Linked DNA regions of Hordeum vulgare: region 2 is linked to region 1. Evidence: chromatin contacts called from public Hi-C data. All regions are on one chromosome and are shown on one strand. Each heading gives the region's core, a stretch centred on a gene start, on an enhancer-like site or on the middle of the called end of the contact. The rest is flanking DNA. Distances are from core to core; before and after follow the strand shown.

Evidence for each region. A called contact is a pair of places that touch in the nucleus more often than the background predicts.
Region 2: a Hi-C map of leaf shows a contact between it and region 1, with 5 times the contacts expected there. The contact joins the enhancer-like site here to the promoter of LOC123403970 in region 1. A contact is called at or near these places in 2 of 6 Hi-C or Micro-C datasets (leaf and seedling) and 1 of 1 datasets of contacts at active chromatin or transcription factors (embryo).

What each region holds. Positions count from the first base shown.
Region 1 is chr6H:233,671,197-233,674,385 of MorexV3_pseudomolecules_assembly, reverse strand. It overlaps LOC123403970 (cytosolic invertase 1), which reads right to left and starts at 1,929. Exons shown (of 4, transcript XM_045097873.1): 1 at 1,290-1,929; 2 at 732-1,163. The coding sequence starts at 1,682.
Region 2 is chr6H:234,104,337-234,107,374 of MorexV3_pseudomolecules_assembly, reverse strand. No RefSeq gene overlaps it. Among protein-coding and RNA genes, the nearest start is that of LOC123404485, 370 kb to the left of the region's middle. Within about 2 kb of position 1,559, at least 2 of the 3 cell types and tissues checked have open chromatin away from gene starts, as enhancers often do. A contact at or near this core is called in leaf, where this site is marked.

The DNA of each region.
Region 1 (3,189 bases), core at 680-3,179:
GCCATTAAAACCTCACAAACTAAAGATAACAACGTTACAACAAAAGCAAACAAACCATTAAAACCTCACAAACTAAAGATGACAACGTTCCAGCAGTAAATGTAGAACTGAAATATATTGTTTTGGAGATATATCTAGAAAAGATTTAGCGTTAGTGTCAGACCTAGATGACTTCGACCATGATATTTGATCTTGAATTAGGATAATACTCCCTCCGTTCCATAATATTAGGTGTATAAATTTATATGAATAAATTTTACAGAACAACAGTATTTTTTCCTTACTTATAAAAATTATATCGCCAATTCAGCATTTATACAGACCTACCATTACCTTGGGCTAAGATGCCACAGTGCTACAACTTGTTTGTTTGATAGATATTCAATTATATAAAAATTATGGAAGTACTGACATTTGCTGAAACAGACATGAGACTTGTTTGAGCTTCTCTGAGACTAGATGAAAAGACATGTATTTGTTACATTTGATAGAACTTCCACTATATCACCCTTGTTTCAGCAAAGCACATCAGTTGTTTCATAATTCTGTAAGTTTAAAGAAATATCTACAGCAGTAATTCTATGAAATGTTAGCCCAAAAGAATGGTGTATGTATGTCAATAGAGTCACAGAAGTGGTGATTCATTGATTAAAAGAATAGGAAATTTGCAGTCCTGTGAAACGTACTCTTATTTGACTTGAACATATTGAAAGTGTCAGTCTATAACTTACCATCCTACGATCTATCATGCAGCAACCATCAGCACATAACAATGTCGGGAAGGTATCAAATCCCTCAGACAAGCACAGGCTCAGAATGAGCCTCATTGCCTTCTGGCATTCCGGCCTCTCTGCCAGAGTCAAATCCCCGGTGGACTTTGTGTAGGCCCGCAATAGTATGATCCACCAGAACCCCGAATCCACTGGTGCAACCCGCCCAATTGCGCTCTCACCAAAATCGGCGTGAAGGGTATCAACACCCTTCTTATCGTCATGAAGCACTTTAAAGCTTGCAGGCATGGCCCCCTCACCAAGCTTAAACCGATCAACCTTCTTCTCCCAACCCTGCAACAAAACGGTCTTGAGCAGGAAGTTCTTGACAATCTCCGGCTCGCCATTCATCAGAAACGCCATGGCGCTGGGCACGAAATCTCTCACAAACACCTGCAGCGAACCGCCCCCAAGTCACATAAGCATATGTCGATAACATGCTACTCCTTCATAAATTTAATTCAGACTTAAAATCTCGATTCATTATAACATTGAGAAAAAAATCGTTGCTTGTACTACCTGGTCATAGTTTAGGACTTCCTCGGATGCATGGTCGAAAGCGGCGATGGTACCAAGCGGCTGGCCGCGGAAAAAGACGAGGGAGCGGCGGAGGGCCTCCCAGGCGTCGCCTACTATGGGGTGGGGCTCGAAAGAGTGGAGCGCCGAGGAGGCCGGCGTGCCGACCAGAGAGCGTAGACCGCCGCCCGGGGAGTACATGCCGTCAAAGCCTCCGCCTCCCCTGGCGTGGCCACCGGAGTAGGAGACGTCGCTGAGCGAACGGTCGTCGAAGGAGCGCTGGCGCTCGACGTTGATCCGCGGCTTGTTGAGCAGGTGTGTGAGGTCGAAGTCATCGGACCCGGACAGCGAGTTGTGCGACGCGGACCGCCGCATCCCGGCCGCCCCCAGCTCCATGGCTCCCCTCCCTCCTCGCGAATCTGCGGCCGGCCTCCACCTACTCGCCCCAGCCAGATCTAAGCCCAAAACGGCGGCGAAGAGCGAGCTGAGAGATCTAGCTCGGGACGCTAGACAACGGCAGCGCGGACCCAGAAGCAGACACGGCAGCGCGAATCTCGAGGCGAGGGGGGTTCCGCAGAGGTAAATGGGAAAAAAAATGAGAAGTAGGCGGAGGGCCGCCTACTTATAGCCCAGCGGGGCCTGGGCGCCGACGGGGACACGCGCTATAAACCCGTGACCTTTTTGTCCATGTCGAGTGGGACCATCTCGCCCAAGGGGACCCGCGGTGCGTGATGGTGGGTGGATGATGTGAGAGATTTTGGGTTACCGGGTGCGGCCGGTGTGCAGCAGCACGTGGGGGGTTGGTGTGGTTGGGAATTGGGATGAGATGAGGACGAGGCGCTGACGTGGAACGCCGACCCCGGTTGAGTGCTGGGGGCGGTTGTTGGGTGCCCAAGGAAAGGTGAGCATCGTGGTGGCCGTCCGGAGATCGTCTGCCTGCCGATTTCCGGAAGCGGGGGCGGGGCTGGGCGGATCAGCGAAAATGCTAAACACACGGATCAATACGAGCTGATTATCGGATCTGTAGTAGTACGTACTTCCTCCGTTTCTAAATATAAGTCTTTTTAGAAACTTCACTAAAAAACTATATACGGATGTATATAGACATACTTTAGAGTGTAGATTCACTCATTTTGCTCCGTATGTAGTCATTTAGTGAAATCTCTTAAAAGACTTATATTTAGGAACGGAGGGAGTATATAATACTCATAGTGGCTGCCTAACGCCCGAAGTGGCGTCAGTAGTACAGGGGCAGCGTCGGGGCGCCAGCCACCAGCGATGTGGCCCCATGTGATGGTGAACGCGGCGGAGGCCGGCTAAGGCATGGCGCGGCATAGTAGTCGCCGCCCATTCCTCAAGGTCCGCGCATTAGCCGGAGCGAAGCAGGCGAGTGCACGGCGCCTCAGGCCGTCGACCACGCGATGACGGCTCGACTCCACCCGCGACCACCACTCCCGCCTCCGTCGCACGGAGACACGCAGAGTAGCGACTGCTGCCAATGGCGCGGCTGTGACAGCCCCAATGCACCACCTACCCCTTTTGGTAATACTAGCAAAAGGGCCCATGCGTTGCAACGGGAGAAAGAAATATCACACGGCACACATTCTTAATTTATAAAAAGTCTATAATTTAAGAATTTATAGTTACGATACAAATAAAGATGGTCTTATCCTACAAAAATGCAGTTCAAAATTTCATTGGTCTTCTATTTTAACACGGCTTGTATGTAGATTTAATATGTACAAAGAATCAGTCAAGTGACCTTCAGTTTCATCTCTAATCCTGATTTTGTTGACGTGTTCATCCCCAACCCGGATGATTACCGGAATGAAAGAAAGACGAATAATGACTTATTTATTAAGATTGCACCCTAGATAGTATTTTTATTAAACGTTTAACAGAT
Region 2 (3,038 bases), core at 310-2,809, 430 kb before region 1:
TCTGGGTACGTTCCTCGTCAACTCCACCCCAGCAACAATATTGTTTGATTGTAGTGCTTCAGATTCTTTGTTACACAAAGATTTGCGGAAAAATGTGGTTTGAAGCCTACTCTGCTTAATGGGCAAATGGCAATACAAACCCCGGGAGCAGTGTTAAGGACCAACCTAGGGTGTAGGAAAGTCGGGATTGTTATCAATGGGATAAGCTTCTCAGCAGATCTCATTGTCATTAACTCGCAAGGCCTAGAAATAATTCTCGGCATGGACTGGTTGGACAAACCCCAAAGCATCTTGGACTGTGCCAACAGGGCTATTACCATGACAAGTGTCGGGGATATACCCCGCGGTATGACCTGGCAGACGGTTATGACTAGGCAGACAGTTATGACTCGGCAGACAGTTATAACCAGCCAGACAGTCAAGTTCCGGAAACGATTCCCTGAAGATGAGTCTTGAAGAGAAGCCTGGTTGTAAGCAGCCCGGTCGTAAGCCATCCAGGGACTCAGCAATCTGTTTGTAAGCAGCCTGGTTGTAAGCAGCCCAGTCGTAAGCAGCCCGGTTGTAAGCAACCCGGTCGTAAGCCGCCCGGGGACTCAGCAATCTGTTTGTAAGCAGCCCGGTCGTAAGTAGCCCGGTCGTAAGCCGCCCGGGACTCAGCAAACTGTTCATAAGTCGTCCGAGACTCAGCAATCCATTTGTAAGTAGCCCGGGACTCAGCAATCCGTTCGTAACTAGCCCGGACTCAGAATCCCACGAAGAGAAGCCCGTGATGGAGAGTCATAATATGCTAAGCCTAAATCCGGCTTGGACTCTATATGTATCTCGCCCCTTTAGCTTATATAAGGAGGGGCGAGACACCCCAAGAGGGTTAGGTTTTTTAGACGTCTCAATAGACAGATTCACAGTTTAGGTCTAGACAAGACAAATCATGAGATAGACAGATTAGACACCAACGAGATTAGAGGTGCCGAGTCTGCACCCTTGTAATCGAGATCATTATCTTAATCAATGAAACACAAGCAGGACATAGGCTTTTACCTCCATCGGAGGGGCCGAACCTGGGTAAACTCGCGTCTTTCGATTCCGACCAACCTTTCAACCGCCACATGGTTGCGATGGCCTCACACCTAAAGTCCTTGTACGAGGACATCTGCCGTGAGAAAACTACGACAGTTGGCGCCCACCGTGAGGCTAACCGCATGATGGAATTGTGTTTTTGGAGGGATTTCTTTCAAGGATCGAGAAGCTGTTCACAATATAAGATCTGAGTTGAAGAAAAATTAAGGTGGGACTTGAGCGTCGTCACACGCGTCTCTAACAATCCATCGATACGAAGCCAGATCAACCTCTGTGCAAAACATGCACGGTTGATGGAGAAAAACAACCAGATGGCTCCGGTTGAGTTGACCTACATGCATGTATCGCCACGAACGGGAATTAGATTTGGTTTTTGCCACAATAACTTTGCCTCGAAGCCGACTCGCCGTTGGCTGCACCTTGCCTGTCTAGGACTCGTCCTGGCTTCTGCCAGTGCCGCGCCTTGAGTCGCCGCCGTGTCGCGTTCGAGCACGTAGCATTTATTGTCGTGTCCGACTGCTTCTATGTCTTGTCGTTCGCATGGAGCAGGAAGAATCTCACGTCCGAGGTTGTGGCCGTTGTGTGAGTTGTCGCTGGTATTTTTAAAGATTAGATGAAAAGTGAAAAGGGAGTGCAGAGTGATTGGATCGAAGGCAATTAGTATTGCTGTTCGCCGGGCAGAGGGAAAACGTTCTAGTTTAATTCACCCAGATTCACCACGCCAGGTTCTATCATGTGAAAGCCAAAACAGTTTTCTACTCCAGGCTCCAATTGCTACATCCAGCCAAGGATCATACCGACCGAATCATCCGAACAAATCAATCCAAGGTCAAATCTTTTTCCAGTAATATGATGTTGCATGTACGAGGATTTTTTCACTGTTTTAACTTTTCTTTAAACATGAACACAAATGAACCAGATTTGAAACCATTTCACGATCTGACTTTTTAAGAAACGCCACAAGTCGTGGCGTTGCTGCCCCACTATGCAAGCCTGTCTACCGTGGCGTTGCTGTCCTACAGTGATACGCCTGTCTATCGTGGCGTTTTTTCTTTTTTACAACACCAGTCTACAGTGGCGTTGCAGATCCACTGTGAAACGCCAACAGTGCTGGCGTTGCTGCCCTATAGTGACAAGCCTGTCTACCGTGGCGTTTTTTCTTTCTTGCAACGTCAGTCTAATGTAGCGTTGCAGGCCGATTGTGAAACGCCAACAGTGCTGGCGTTGCAGACCCACTATGAAACGCAGCGACGACATCCAGCCAGCCCACGGCATGCTGCCAGCAACATGTGTACTGCTAAAACGCCATGGACCATGGCGTTTCACTCGTGGCCTGCAACGCCACATTAAACTGGCGTTTGAGTGGGTCTGCAACGCCACATTAGACTGGCGTTTCTATGTGCGTCTGCAACGGCACATTAGACTGGCGTTTCTATGTGCGTCTGCAACGCTACGGGTTCTGGCGTTTCAAAAAAATCAGATCGTGAAATGGTTTCAATCAAAATTCATTCCGTAAAATATTTTCATATCATGGATTAAAATCGTGAAAAAATCCCATATACGACTGATAAAAGAGAGGTTGACGTCAGCGGCAGAAGCCAGTCCTACAAATCCATCAATTCATCAAAACCAAGCGTTCATCTACATCTGCCCCGGGTGCAGTTTCCATCTAAATGTCCTCCACGGTGTAGCATGTGCGATTCGTCTGGTGGACGCGACTGTCATCATCCAATATGGTCCAGGCTACATCAGTTTTGACAGCAGAATCATGAAATCGGATCACGGAACCAAGGAAAAAGAAGAAGGAAACCCCGATTCCCTGAAGAGATGCATCTACATGGACTCGGTATCGGCCTGCGCGTTCTCGAACCGCGGCATCGCCCGCCTCCGCTTGCCCGGCCGGCTACGCCTCGCCTCGCCTCACCACCACGGACTTCACCCTGCGCGTTGGCTCCGCTCCG